Linked DNA regions of Mus musculus: regions 2, 3 and 4 are each linked to region 1. The links are chromatin contacts, called in public Hi-C maps. All regions are on one chromosome and are shown on one strand. Each heading gives the region's core, a stretch centred on a gene start, on an enhancer-like site or on the middle of the called end of the contact. The rest is flanking DNA. Distances are from core to core; before and after follow the strand shown.

What was found. Hi-C and Micro-C count contacts between places; a contact is called where the count stands out from the background.
Region 2: a contact with region 1 is called in a Hi-C map of liver, with 5 times the contacts expected there. The contact joins two enhancer-like sites. A contact is called at or near these places in 5 of 484 Hi-C or Micro-C datasets (the G1E-ER4 cell line, the HL-1 cell line, bone marrow-derived macrophages and 2 more), 2 of 115 datasets of contacts at active chromatin or transcription factors (embryonic stem cells and large pre-B cells) and 1 of 9 other capture datasets (embryonic stem cells).
Region 3: a contact with region 1 is called in a Hi-C map of liver, with 6 times the contacts expected there. The contact joins two enhancer-like sites. A contact is called at or near these places in 5 of 484 Hi-C or Micro-C datasets (cortical neurons and liver) and 2 of 115 datasets of contacts at active chromatin or transcription factors (liver and pancreatic cancer cells).
Region 4: a Hi-C map of liver shows a contact between it and region 1, with 2.2 times the contacts expected there. The contact joins two enhancer-like sites. A contact is called at or near these places in 4 of 484 Hi-C or Micro-C datasets (the C10 cell line, liver and nephron progenitors).

The regions. Positions count from the first base shown.
Region 1 is chr13:75,223,933-75,227,730 of GRCm38.p6, forward strand. No RefSeq gene overlaps it. Among named protein-coding and RNA genes, the nearest start is that of Pcsk1, 140 kb to the left of the region's middle. Within about 2 kb of position 1,874, at least 14 of the 459 cell types and tissues checked have an H3K27ac peak or open chromatin away from gene starts, as enhancers often do. A contact at or near this core is called in liver, where this site is marked.
Region 2 is chr13:75,467,046-75,470,843 of GRCm38.p6, forward strand. No RefSeq gene overlaps it. Among named protein-coding and RNA genes, the nearest start is that of Mir682, 180 kb to the right of the region's middle. Within about 2 kb of position 1,891, at least 1 of the 459 cell types and tissues checked has an H3K27ac peak or open chromatin away from gene starts, as enhancers often do. A contact at or near this core is called in liver, where this site is marked.
Region 3 is chr13:75,437,083-75,440,880 of GRCm38.p6, forward strand. No RefSeq gene overlaps it. Among named protein-coding and RNA genes, the nearest start is that of Mir682, 210 kb to the right of the region's middle. Within about 2 kb of position 2,194, at least 4 of the 459 cell types and tissues checked have an H3K27ac peak or open chromatin away from gene starts, as enhancers often do. A contact at or near this core is called in liver, where this site is marked.
Region 4 is chr13:75,382,918-75,386,715 of GRCm38.p6, forward strand. No RefSeq gene overlaps it. Among named protein-coding and RNA genes, the nearest start is that of Mir682, 260 kb to the right of the region's middle. Within about 2 kb of position 1,909, at least 7 of the 459 cell types and tissues checked have an H3K27ac peak or open chromatin away from gene starts, as enhancers often do. A contact at or near this core is called in liver, where this site is marked.

The sequences.
Region 1 (3,798 bases), core at 624-3,123:
AAAGGATTTGGAGATCTGAAGACTCCTTTGACATATGGTGATTCAGAATTTGGAGTTTGACCATCTGATTTCCTGTCTTTACTCAGGGATTACAGTTAAATGACTGGATGGATCTCAGGAGAGACTTTGAACTTTGGACTTTTAACATTGTTGAGACTGCTATAGACTATGGGGACTTTGGAAGTTGGACTAAATGTACTTTTTTTTATTATACTATAGCTAGATATGACCCCCACAGGTTTATGTGTTTGTACAAGCCTATGGGGGCCAGAGAGTGGAATGTTGTGGTTTGAATATGCTTGCCCAGGGAGTGGCACTATTAGAAGACATGAGAGTAGGTATGGCCTTGTTGGATGTGGGTGTGGGATTTAAGGCCCTCATCCTAGCTGCCTGGAAGGGAGTTTTCTACTAGCAGCCTTCAGATGAAGATGAAGAACTCTCAGCTCTGCCTTCATCATGCCTACCAGGATACTGCCATATTCCCACTTTAATAATAATGGACTGCACCTCTGGATCTGTAATCCAGTCCCTAGTAAATGTACTTTCTAAGACTTGCCTTGGTTATGGTGTCTGTTCACAGTGATGAAACTCTATGACAGGAGGTGTGTCCTTACTAACAATGTGTCACTGTAGGAGTGGGCTTTAAGACCCTCCTCCTAGCTTCTTGGAAGATAGTCCTTTGGATGAAGATGTAGAACTCTTAGCTCCTCCAGTGCCATGCCTGCCTGGAAGCTGCCATCTTCCTGTCTTGATAATAATAGACTGAACTTCTGAACCTATAATTCAGCCTCAATTAAATATTCTCTTTTCTAAGAGAACTGGTCCTGGTGTCTCTTCAAAGCAATGGAAGCCCTAAGACAGAGGTCATTGAAGATGAGTTCTCAGATTCTGTGTGAGTATAGCCTATCCTCCTATCCTGGTAGGCATGATGAAGGCAGAGCTGAGAGTTCTTCATCTTCATCTGAAGTGATACTGGGGAAATGGCCCTGCACAGCTGACTTGTGTTCCCTGCATTCTCTGCAGTGCTGGGTCCATGGGGTCACCTATTGGCTGTTCCTGCAAGTCAGGTACAGAGTCTCTGAACTAGGCAGGACACACTTTTGCTTGTCCTCAAAGATAAGGACTGGTATGCATCTGCCTGCAACTACAAATCTGTATTACATGCCTACATGCTGTTTTGTGTCCAATGTGGGATTTTTATGCTTTGGATTTTCCTCAGCTCACTGCGTGATTTTTGCTTAATCCCTTTTCATTTTGCATATATAATATATAATGCCATGACCAAAAATTGGAATATGGCAATGCCTTGAATTTTTAAAAGGCTCTCCCAACTTAAAATATTCCCTAAAAGCTACCTGGGACCCTCCATAAAAGCCAAGTAGAGATTTTATTATTGATACTGGTTTTTACATTTACATTTTCTCTTATAGATGCATGAAGATATTCAAATAATTTTCTTGTGGTTATATACACGTTTTCTTGGCAGTATGGTATCAAAGTTGTGATTCCACTCTTCTCTCATATAGTGCTCAAATCAAGTTGCATAGCTAAAGCGCATGGATGGTATCGGTACCTGACAGTAGTTAAGATCATTGCTAAGAACCACTGAAGCCAGGCACCTGGCCTCTCCTTACTTTATTCAGTATTAAGAGAGATGTTTGTTGCCATCTTTTCCCTCATAAACATTTTTATTTCCAAGCTAGAGCAAGTTATGGTGCTGTTGTGCATAGTTACTGTACCCATAGGCCAATCCATAGACGGACACTCAGAATTGCTACCACGACAGTGGCACTCAGTTCAAGACTGAAAGATAAATTGGGCTTGCCAAGGTGCAAAGGTCTAAGCAAGGACCAGAATCCAAGGCTCTGAGGCACAAATAGTCAGGCAGTCTTCCAAGTACAAAGTGTTACCATGTTCTTTCAATGACCTCACCTCTGGGCTGAGCCATCTGCTATCTCAAAGACCCTCTTCCCAGGAGTCCACATCCAGGAAGAGTGGGCTAGAACTCATCAAAAGCAACAGGTGAGCCATTTATATTATGGAACATTAAATTTCTGTGAACTAAACTTCAGAGCAGTTATCTTTAGGGAAGTTGTAGTTGATCACATGTTTCTCTTCCAGAGTCAAAGTCCAGGCATTTTATTATGTTTATATATTCTCTGGGCTTTGGGAGTTACTGATACTGTAAGTTCCACGCCCCACGGAACTCTAACATAGTAAACAAGGATTTCAAATGAAGAAAGAAGGGATAATAAATGAAGCAGAGCACAAGCAAAACAGGAAGGGATGAAACATAATGTTAGGTTATAAAACAAGGAACCATGCAAAACGGAGTACAGTCGTGACCTGGCGTGTTGGAACCTGAGGCCTGAAATATGTGTTTAAAACACGAAAGCAGACCAAAAGTAGATTTTATTTTCATTTCTTTTTCTTTTTTCTCTTTTAACCTTTCTGTCTGATACTTGGCTTTTCCTGAGATTTATGTAAGCAGCAGCAGTTGAACAACTTCTATTTTGTAAATTTCAGGCTTGAAAAAATAGGGATGAACAAGACACTCTAAGTAAAATCTGTCCATCCTTTTCCCTTTTAAAAAAAGTTACCTCAAGTTCTTCTAACAAGTGATTCTGAGTAGATGAAGCTAAGACAAAAGAATAACAAGATGGAGAAGGAGAAGGAGAAGGAGAAGGAGGAGGTATAGGAAGAAGTGGTGGTGGTGGTGGTAATGCTGGAAGAAGAGAGAATAAGAGAGGGACAGAGGGAGGAAGGAAAAGAGCTTTCCCCATGGCTTTGGCAACTTAAGAAAGAAGAGGTCAAGCAACAGTTTTATTGGTTTCTAAGACATCTGAAGTATGTTCTTAGTTCTCCATTCTCTGATCCTGCCCTGAGGACTTCTAAAGTCACAGACAGTGGACAGAAGAAGAGTGTCCCTGCATCCAGGCTGCCCTTTGCCCAATACAGCAGGTCAGCTTTAATCTTAGCAGTGTCTTTCATCTAAAAGGGCATATGCCAAGCAAGATGTTAATGTGACACTCTGCACAAGCACACATTATGAGCCCCAAGTGCAGATGTGGCTACATGCATTTCAGAGCAGCCAGCTAGCATCTACAGAAATTCAGACACCTTGATGCCCAGTTGCTGTGTGGCTTTGTGGCATCTTCTACCAGTGTGTCTATGAATATAATTTAATATTATTTAATAGTTTTCTAATAATTTACTCTTGCTCTATCATATTAGAGAATTCTCTAAAGTCACTCTGTAGCAAAACCATAAATTACATAAAATACAGCTTTACATAATATTAACCAGTATTATATATAGATATATAGAGATTATAGTTGCCTTTACCATCATCCTTTCCGTGGTTGAAAACCAAAAAAAGGATATACTGGTGTTAAGTAAGGGTTGCACTGGATGAAGTAGCTTGTCAGGGTGACTGTGTTTGCTCTCTTCACAGAACAAATTCTTAAACGCTCCAAAGTAAGTTTTATTTTTGCTTCAGCCTAGTTTTAGTTGTAGGGTTTGTTAAGCATCAGGTTTAAATTTTCCAGCTTTCCAAATGCCAGGCAAGAATTGGGGCATATCGCTGAGCTATGGCCTGATTCTTATGTTTACTTAGTCATTGACAGGGTCTCACTGTTTTTCTCAGGCTGGCCTTGAACTTGAGGTCCTCACACCTTTACATCCCAGATAGCTGGAATTAAAAGCCTTCACTACTAGATTTGACTTGAAAAATATTCTTTAGTCAAATAAAATCATTTTGAATTAAAATTTGACATTGTTCAAAGCATGCTTGATGGG
Region 2 (3,798 bases), core at 641-3,140, 240 kb after region 1:
AGTTTCTTGGGACAAGTTTGATCTTTGCCCACATGATTATGGATAAACCACAACCAACAGCATTCAGCCACAAACCAGCCACCAGTCTATTCTGTGGGGTTCTAGCATTTATATATCCTCTGAAAAGTCCCCAGAATTCCAAAGGTCACACAATTGCAGAAACTATCTGTAGCTGGCACAACCCCACCCCTGCTAGAGCATGAGACAAATCGTAGACATCCGATGTGAAACATTCCCCTATCTCCATACTGTGGATTAAAATAAAAATGTTTTCCCATACTATTTCTATGTTTTTTAAAGAAACCAAAATTCTCAGTACAGTAACAACATCCTTTCTGCACTTCCCCTTGGCTTAGCAGCCTTTTTTTTTTTTTTTTTTTTTTTTTTTTTTTTTTTTTTTTTTTAATGCTGCCTGGCAGCAGCAGCAGTGCTGTCCCTATCTCTCCCACTCTCTTTGCAGCATCATCAATGGATAAACCAGCACATTGCTCTTTGATTTGGTGGTAATACTAAGAACAGAACAAGAAAGCCAAATGAGGTCACCTGGGTGCATTCTGCCCCTTGGACTTTTCTGTTTCACCTTGGTGTATGGAGGGGATATACAGTTCTTTCATAATAAGCCCTGTATGCCTGCCTTTGCAATGTCTCCAATTTCCTTCCTTCTTTTCTTTCTTTCTTTCTTTCTTTCTTTCTTTCTTTCTTTCTTTCTTTCTTTCTTTCTTTCTTTCTTCCTGTCATTACATATATATATATACATACATATATATACATACACATATATATACACATTCCATCTCTCTTAACACATTCTTGAACACTGAGAGTTGGCTAAAGCAACCAGGTACTGCTTCCTGTGCAACTCAGAGCATGTTTGCACAAACATATACATGATGACATTTTGCCTCTCGGTTTCTTAGTATTCCTTGGCCCACATTTACTTGTTTTTCCTTGATGAGTGGCCCAGTACCCATTCAGTTCTCACATACCCCAGCACTGTCTCTGAAGAAACCGATGTAGTTCAGTGTCTGTTAGAGTTAAGACTGCTATCTCTTTCTCTTTCTTTCAATAAACTTTTGCACTGGTCACTTATACATAACTTTACGATATAAACTGGGTAGAAATGTCAATTCTTCTTCACTTCTTCCACTAAGAAACAAGGTCTTCCCTGGGCTCCCTTGAATATAATCTGGGCCTGGAACTACTTTGACTAATAGAATATGGGACAAAAAGGTGAAGGAAAAGGGACACTATGACTTCCCTCAGCTTCACTTTTAAGAAAACCGACAGTGTCTGTATTCTGCATTTTGAAATCCAGTCACAATGTGTGAGAAAACCTAAGTTATCATAAAGGAGGGCATAGATCATGGCTAGGAGAAATTGTAGTCTCCTGGCTGACAGCCTTAGCTGACCTGACAGTTGGCATCCAGTATTTACTGTCTACCATACAAGTGTGCAATCTTGACTGCCCTGGCCCACTGGGACTCCAAGGTCACTGAAGCCCCCATGACGTCATGTGAAGCAGAACAACCCAATGGAACCCAGTCAGCTCACAAAATTAGCAAATATATATATTAAAATGGTTGTCACTTTATGCTAAATTTGAAAAGAAAAGGAAGGATATGAAGTGATAAAAAAAAAAATCAAAGCATTCAACTTTCACTGCCTTTAAAAAATGTTATCAAAGTGAGATTTTAGTATGTTGTATTTACCAAAATTTTCTGCCTTTTTTTTTTACCATGGCATTTTCCGAGCATTTCCCTATGCTTCAATAACTAGAAGTTGATTCTTCACCCTAACACTAGACACTTGTAATTGTAAATGGGTTTCAGATGGGTGCCTGAGTATCTCCTACAACAATCCAGGGTATAGAGAAAGAAGAAAAGTAAAAGGCAAAGGTCCATAGTTCTCTCTGTAGATTTCAATAGACTTTAATTGAGGGAGGAGTCAGACTTTGTACCCTAAATAAAAATGTTCCTTTCCAAATCAAACAAGATTTGACAGTTATCAGAAAATGGAAGCTGCAAAGGAATGATCCTAGTTTCAAGTTTCCTTTTGAAAAGCACACATTTGCACATATTTTAAGTGACTGTATCTACTAACTATCCATGTTGAAGGATAGGGAACTACTAGGAAAGTGCCATGGTAAAAAAGACACCAAAAAAGGCAGAAAATTTTGGTAGAAACAACATGAACAGACTAACTTTCAGAGATCTCCAGCAGAAATGAGAGAAAAATTATTTAAAGCAAACCCTCAAAAGATAAGGATTTGAGATGTAAGTCTATATACAGAGGATACAGCAAGCAAAAGACCAGTCTTACTAATATTCTATACCCCAGAAACATGGCCTCTGGGCAGTCAGATTTAAAGGGTGGGTGACATGTCTTTGTCTCTTCATCTCCAGAATCTAACTTAGTGCATGGTATAGAAAAAGCATCTAGTCTGTGGTTATAAATGAACAAACAAATGAGGGTCTTGGTGAAGGAAGAAGGGGCTAATGGTAAAATGTACAAAAGAATTTTCAAATTCCTACAGGAACAGACATCACTCAAGCAACTTGGATACAGGCCTTAATTTGTACTCCTACAGGCAATTCAAGCTCTGGGAGAGGAGAAGCAAGGGATTCAATAACTTAAAGAACTCCATTTTCTAAAGAGAGAAACGGGTTGTGGGGTTGAGAGAGTGGAGGGGATCTGGGAGGAGTTGGAAGAGGGTAAACCTTCATCAGAATATATGGTGTGAAAAATTATTTTCAATTTTTAACATTTATTTTAAGGTAGAGGGTAGAGCTCTGACAAAAGAACAAAGCCTCACACTCCTTCCTGGACAGTTATCACGTCTTTTGATAAATAGACCAAGTCTATGGGAGAGTCATCTGGTATATCAAGTTTTTCATATAGCATCCTCTTTACACTTGAAATTTTAATATATCAAAATTCTTGAAAACTCTCCAACTTTAAAACTTTTACCAAATGAAGTGAATACATGCTAAGAGTCATGTTTGATATTTATGGACTTATTAGCTCAAGAGATTGCTCAATAGACAAAAGCATTTATCACCCTTACAGAAGATCTGCATCTAGTTCCCAGCACCTATATCATGTGGCTCTAGTTCCAGGCAATCCAGTACCCTTTGACCTCTGAGGGTACCTGAACATACATCAATTCACAAAAACACACATATTTACATGCAAATAAAACATTAATATTCTAAATGCAATTACTATTTTATTATTTCCTTTTCTTTTCATCAGTCTCACAAATGGGAATTACTTAAGTCACTAATCATTTTCTTGCCACAGTCTTCAAAGACCAACCTATCAAATATATATGTACTAATAAATGTTTTCCACTATGTCTGATTATCTAATTGTGCCTCATAACTTAATAATGTTTTTATGAAATACATAAAACTAGAAGGAGAGTAATAACTGAAAATTAAACAATAATATGTCAGACTTTTTTAACATCATCCAAGTAAGGGTCTCTTAATCACCTTGATATAAATATATATATATATATATATATATATATGTGTGTGTGTGTGTGTGTGTGTGTGTGTGTGTGTGTATGTATATGTATATGCCGTGTTTTATAACACATAAAATCATAGTAAACATTTGTAGTTATAAGGAGACTTTTATCACTAGGATGGATAAATCCTTATCTTACAAATCAAAAGTCTATAGTCTATAAGCAATTTAGCCTCATTAAAGTAAATGGTTGCCAAAGCACCATTATTAATGGAAAGATCTATCCATTCAATATGTTTTGAGCAGGCAGATGGGTACCAGCACCTC
Region 3 (3,798 bases), core at 944-3,443, 210 kb after region 1:
TGAATTCATATGATACAATATTATTCACCCGTAAAAAGCAACAAAATAATGATGACTGTTAATAAAATGGAGGAACTCTGGTGTCAGGCTAAGCAAGCCACAGACAAGTGATTATATACTATTATGTAGCATCCCTTATGTTAAATGGCTATGGCATGAAACTCTATGAAAATAGAAACCAATTTAATAGTTACTCTTCATAGTGAACTATAGCTACTAAAGCTGTTGATTTAAAAATACTATGCCCCTCCTTAGAATTGGGAACAAAACACCCATGGAAGGAGCTACAGAGACAAAGTTTGGAGCTGAGATGAAAGGATGGACCATGTAGTGACTGCTATATCCAGGGATCCACCCCATAATCAGCATCCAAACGCTGACACCATTACATACACTAGCAAGATTTTATCGAAAGAACCCAGATATAGCTGTCTCTTGTGAGACTATGCCGGGGCCTAGCAAACACAGAAGTGGATGCTCACAGTCAGCTAATGGATGGATCACAGGGCTCCCAATGGAGGAGCTAGAGAAATTACCCAAGGAGCTAAAGGGATCTGCAACCCTATAGGTGGAACAAGATTATGAACTAACCAGTACCCTGGAGCTCTTGACTCTAGCTGCATATGTATCAAAAGATGGCCTAGTCGGCCATCACTGGAAAGAGAGGCCCATTGGACACGCAAATTTTATATACCCCAGTACAGGGGAACGCCAGGGCCAAAAAGGGGGAGTGGGTGGGTAGGGGAGTGGGGGTGGGTGGGTATGGGGGACTTTTGGTATAGCATTGGAAAAGTAAATGAGCTAAATACCTAATAAGAAATGGGGAAAAAATAAAATAAAGTCTGTTTTACAAAAGGCATAGAAAACAAATGTGAAGTGGGGAAGTAACAGTGTACTAAATTTTAGTGAAATTTTAAAATATATATTAAAGTGTAAGTTTGAAGTACATATTTTGTAAGTTTACAACATACCCTCCTAAAATAGTTTATAGTATGTGCTTGAGCTTAAAACAAACATGCAATGTGTATGTATCTACCCAGAATGTTTAAAAAAGGATGTGAAATTGCTGAATAAATAGCAGAACAAAGCATTCACTTCAAGGTGTAAAGGGAGCACATGTTTTATTATGTTGCTTTACACAATTAAGCATTTCTTAAGTTACTTAATAAATAATTATTTTTGTAATTTATGATAGGGAAAGGGGATCATTTTAAGGACAATTATATGCTCTTCAGAAACACACCACTCATTTTGATGATGTCACTCTCAGGAAGGGACCCAGGAACCGGTTCTTACTCATGGCTCCTAGTACCCTAATGCCTTGGTCTTCCCTGCTTGTTTGGCTTTTAAAGAGGTCACCTCAGGACCTTTGAAAAATTCCACCAGCCCCCCCCCCCAACACAAAGAACCCCTCCCCTCCTGGAAGAGAGAAGTCATGAGGCACATAGGCACCCCTCCCTTCTGGAAGGGAGGGGCTGATTACATTCCTCAGAAAGACAAGGGGAACTGACCATTGGCCACCTGCAAATAAGGGAAGCCCTTGCTACCTCATTCCCTAAGGACTAATTAGTTTAAAAGTCACACTGTTCTGCCTATCACATTGTGCTTAGTAGCTGTTTCTCTTTTCTACCCCTGAAAAATGATAAAAACTGGCCAAACCAGCTGCCCGGGGTCTGCTCCACTCTTTTGGATGCAGGACAACCCCAGCACTCTGGAACAATAAAGTCCCCTTGCTTTTGCATTGATCTTTGGTTCCACATGGTTCATTTTGGGGGAAGGTGGGGTCCCCAGGAGCTACAGTTGGTGCATTGGCCAGGAATTGACCCCATGTGGGTGACACACCTGAGAGTGGTGAATAGGAGGAACGGCTCAATCAAATATCTCGATTCTCGTCTGTCTTGCTGTTTGTCAAAGTCTGAGTTTGTAAGTCTATTTGAACTTTCAGTTTGCTTGCAAGTGGCAGGGTGGTGATGGTGGAGAGACTACGGTGTCTGGTGTGGTCAAATGTGGCAGGCAGACGTGCCTTAATATCATGACCACAGGGAGTCTGGAGGGTGCTTCAGGCCCACCCTGACCCCCAGAAGGAGTCAAGAGGACGCTGCTCCTTTTGGAAACAGCAAGACAGTACTGGCAGGAGCTAAGTCTTGCTATATCCTGGTTTCAGTGTCAGTAGAAGGGACAAACTGTCTGTAACTGCCTGTGGAAGGGGCGAACTGTGTTTTGATTGTCTTTCTCTGTGTTTATTAGTGTTGGTTATCTCATTCTGTGTTCTTGGACTTTGACTGATGACATTTTTGGACATTGGACATTAAACATCCTAGTTAACCATTGGAGGAGAAAACTTGTAAGTAGTAGTAAAGAAGGGAAAGTTTAGTTATTCTCTGCTTCACCAAATGGCCCACCTTCAGAGTAGACTGGCCACCCATAGGGACCTTGGACTTGCAGGTGATCATAGCAGTAGAAGAAAGAGTCTTTAGGCCAGGATCCCTCAGGCACTCAGACCAAGTGCCCTATATAGTTACCTGGAAGAATCTAGTGGAGGGCTCCCCCACCCCCATGGATAAAAGCCTTTCTTTCCCCAAGACCTACCTCTCAGGTTCTGGCCATCAGGAAAAAGGAAGCACGGGAGGAGGAATCCAGACCTGACAAGTTGATCCTCCAAGACCCTTCAACAGTGGACCTGTTGCTCCTCCTCCATATCCCCCTATCCTTGTCCCCATGGTCCTGCCAGTGCCAGCACTGGCTCCAGGATCCTTAGCCCATACAGAACCAGAGCCATTATATCTCCCTTTACCAGAGGGAGGAGCAGGAGGAGACCCCCAACTTCCGGGCCCCACTATGGGGACCCAGAGTCTGAGAGCCACCTACCCTGATACCATGATGGCTCTCCAGCTGAGGGCATAAGGACCTCTAGAAAAGGGCAACGAGGCAATTCAATATTGGCCCTTCTCTTTAGCCGACTTGTACAAATGCAAGGCCCAACCCCCCCTCCCCCGCCCCCAGATAAGGGCTGATTAATCTCTTTGAGACTGCTTTATTTATTCATCAGCCCTCCTGGGATGATATCCAACAACTCATGAGAGTGTTCTTCATGACTAAAGAGTGAATGAGAATAATGCAAGAAGCCAGAAAGAATGCACCTTTGGACACGGGGGTACCATCGATTGAGCAGGCTGTTGTTGACAGTGTGTTTCCATTGACTAGACCTGACTGGGACTTTAATTTGGCAGAAGGTAAGGAACACATGAAGGTCTACTACCAGACTCCATTGGCAGGTGCATGACGATCCACAAATTTGACCAAGGTACGTGAGGTTAAGCAGGGACTAGATGAGCTGCCGACAGCCTTTCTAGAGTGGATCATAGAGGCAATCCACCAGTATACACCCTATGATCCCAGCAGCAGGGAACAGAAAGCTACTGTGAGTGTGGCTTTTATAGACCAATCTAGTAGACTATCAGGAAAAATCTTCAGAGGTTAGAGGGACTACAGGATAAGTCGTTGAGGGGATACCCATCCCATCCCTAGGTCTACTGTTCTTTGCAGTGCAGGTTGTTGAGAAAAGTCTACCATAACAGGGAGACAGAGGAGGAAGAAAAGCAAAGAAAGAGAAAGTAAGAAGATGAAAGGAAGATTAAAGAAAAAGAAAAGCAACAGGGAAGGAATTTACACAGAATCTTGGCTACAGTAGTTAGGGAAAAAAGAGAAGACAGACTCCAGACAAAGAGAGACAGAAAACCCCTTGAAAAAGACCAGTGTGCATACTGCAAGGAGAGGAGCCACTGAGCCAGAGAGTGC
Region 4 (3,798 bases), core at 659-3,158, 160 kb after region 1:
AATCTGAGTGAAGATTGGAGCTGGGAGAAGATCGTGGAGTTTGCTATGACACTGTGTCTCTTAGAAATGTTAGAAGCTATACCCATAATCTCTGACCAACATGACTACCTAAACGTGAGCTGAACAAGAACAATAACATAGACAAGTTAATGTGGATGGGAGAAAGTCCATGAGACCTCACAAAGAATTACGGTCAACTAAGGAATGCAATGACTGGGAGAAATTGTCCTCCCCAGGGAAGAGCATATTAATTAGTTGTCCAATACCAAATAGCCATCCCTGAAAATATGCACGCAAGTAAATGATATACAGAGCAAATTGTATTTACATATGCATAAACATATATGCATGTAAGAACAATTAACAAAAAAGAGGCTATGGATTTGAAAGGTATCAGGAAGGATATATAGGAGAAATGTAAGGGGAATGTAAGGCTGGTTTTGTGTGTCAACTTGACACAGGCTGGAGTTATCACAGAGAAAGGAGCTTCAGTTGAGAAAATGCCTCCATGAGATCCAGCTGTAAAGCATTTTCTCAATTAGTGATCAAGTGGGGAGGTCCCCTTATGGGTGGTGCCATCCCTGGGCTGGTAGTCTTGGGTTCTGTAAGAGAGCAGGCTGAGCAAGCTAGGGGAAGCAAGCCAGTAAGTAACATCCCTCCATGGCCTCTGCATCAGCTCCTGCTTCCTGACCTGCTTGAGTTCCAGTCCTGACTTCCTTTGGTATTGAACAGCAATGTGGAAGTGTAAGCTGAATAAACCCTTACCTCCCCAACTTGCTTCTTGGTCATGCTGTTTGTGCAGGAATAGAAACCCTGACTAAGACAGGGAATGATATAATTATGTTAGAATCTCAAAAATAAAAGGAGTAATTAAAGAGAAAAATCTTGTCAAATGACATTTTTTGTTTAAAAAAGATTCAAACTAAAGCTCATATTTTAAGATATTTAAAATTTTTAGTCTTTAGACCAATAAGCTCTTTTATTCTATCAGAGATAATTATAAAAATGTCTTTACAGTGAAATCCACTAATATTTTTTCCTGACTCAAAATATTTGGATAGCTGCCTGCTACTCTCTGGAATGCTGTGCCTTTTGATGCTCTTTTAATTATGACATGACTTTGCAAAGCCACAAGTAGATGTGGATCTGCCTCAAGCTCCTTGAAGTTTGTGGTATTTTTAGTCCAAAAAAAAGCTTTCCTTTAATATGTTGAACTTGAGGCTTCCCTGAGACTGCGACTTCTATGTTGTGGATGCCAACAACCCCTTTTAAAGAGTCGTGGAAATTGAGCCACAGAAGAGCTGAGCAGTTTCCCTCATCCACAGGGTTCATAAGTGATGAAAGGGGGTTTTGATGTCAGAGTAGAGCAGTCTTGACACATACTATTAGAGGTGTAAGAGGAAAGTACCTGTTTAGCTTCTAACAATCAATAGAGTTGGTGCTGAATGACTTCCTGTGTATCTTACAGCTTCTATGGCATGACTCTCAGAGAGCAGGCATGAGAAGGAATACTTGTCTGTGCATTTATCCTATCGTATTATTGAATACTTGGGATGGTCTCTAAGTATAAAGACTTCCAACTGTCACTTTTTTTCTTGATAAGTACAGCACATAGAAATGTGTTCCAGTCTCCCAGGTTCCTTTTCCGTTAACTCAAATGGTGGTGACCTGGACTCCACCATGTGCTGACTTTGAATTCCCCAGCCTGAACAACGGTCAGTTTGATGAGATAGGAAGTAGACTCTCCCGTGGAGAGGGGTACTGGTTTCTTTCTTAATCATTCTGGAGGGGTATTTGACACCCCATGACATTCTCTCCAATAGAATAACTGGAAAGGAGGTGGCAGTTAAGACTAAAAGCTGTCGTTTGGAGCACAGGTATGGGAGGTCTATGAATGTACAGCCTTGTGCTATGATTGCAGAACAGCCTAGTACCCATGACTACCACACTGGCACTCAGCTACAACCCACAAAGCTTATTGTTTTATTTTAAACTTTGTGTTTCATAAACATGTCAAGGACTGTAGTGGCTTCATTTGTTATCATAATTAGTAGTAATAGTAACATTAATTAAAGTTTAAACTCCTTTCTAAAGGGATTATTACATTTAAAAAGAAGTTATTGAACAAGGAAGGAAAAGTCTGCCAAACAGCCAAGCCTGGGAAGAGTAAAGTTCACTGAATGCTCAAACAAAGGGAGAAATAACAGCACTCACATTTTCCCAGTAAGATTATGTAACCTGTGCTGAAAGTTCAGTCTACTGTAGGTGGAGATGATGACACTACTTCGTTTGTGCTCCACTAGGATGTTAAGGTTAAAATAGGCATTGTCTAAAAATAACTACCAAAGAAACAGTTCTATTTCTTTTCACCAAAAGCCACAATTCTAAATATTTTTAAAGAATCCTAATGTTTTCATTTACTGTTTTTTGTTTGTTTTATTTGTTTTGTTTTTCTGAGACATAGTCTCATTGTATAGCCTAGACTATTTACATATCTCTGTTCCCCAGGGTCTAGGACTACAAGTACATGCCACCATGCTTGACTTAGTTTTTTATTTCCTTATTATATCATGTGAGTCCTTAAGTCTCATTTTGGAAATAAAGTACAAGATAGATTTTTAAATAGAAACCAACATTCCAAAATATACACAATATTTAATGGGAGGTTTCCTTTTATCTAAAGCATTGATCCACTTAATATTATAACTAACTTGGGGAAAAAACATTATTTGAAGATATGTTCACTTATATTTGCTTCAGTGTAATTAGATGAGTCTCTCTTATCAGTTTGCCAGAAGAAAAGGGAAGACATTCTACTCTTATTAAAGAGGTACATATGCTGCAATTTATTCTTTTTAAAAAGCTTTCCTAGGATTTGTCCATTTTTATGTGTTTCACCTAGATGAATCCGTACAACTCATGCTTGCAGAAGCTGTAGAGACCAGAAGTAATTATTAGATTTCATGGAACAGGAGATAGATATGGTTATGAGCCACATTTTGTTCTTTGGGATCGAACCTGCGTCCTCTGGAAGAACAGCCAATGCTGTTAACACCCGAGTCCCCTCTCTAGACTGCAAATTTTTTTTCTTTATATTTGTCACAGCACAAGAGCCAAGCATAGAAGTTCTTTAACTTCAGACACAAATAGCAAATTCTTTCTGAAGAACAGAAGATCTATATTCAATATTATGAGTGGAAAACTATATATCGATCTTTAAATATAAAGGTGCTATCTCTCTCTCCCCTCCACTCTTGCTTATGAGGAAACATGCTAATCACATTATAGTAATATAACATAGGAGAGTAAAAGGTTAGTTTTCATTAGAAGTAGAACAGTCAACAACTTCTGTGTTATCAGAATAAAACTCTATGCTGAAGACAACAATTTTAGCCCCAGGAATTGTATGGTATGTGCAAAATAAGCTTGACAGAACACAAGGCTTCAGGTAAACTATAGTGTAACATTCTGAAAACCAGTTTCAGGTCCTAAAAATGTGATTCACTGACCCTTGGAAGTAAATGTCTCCACAGTTTCAGGGATGATATCTTCTTGTCCAACACCCTCACTCCACGTCTGAGGCTTTTCGCTCAATGTGGTTTTTCCCTCAGGGATAATTATTGGGTTTTATAATGATTCATTTGTGTATGAAAAAGGCAAGTTCAAGACTATAATTTCATACATACTTAGAAAAAAAACACACAAAGAAAATTCAGTAGCTAGAGGAGTAACCTCCTGGAGCCTGCTGAGACCAGCAGTGTTCCTGTGATAAGGACATCCTGGTGAATGTGTGTGCTA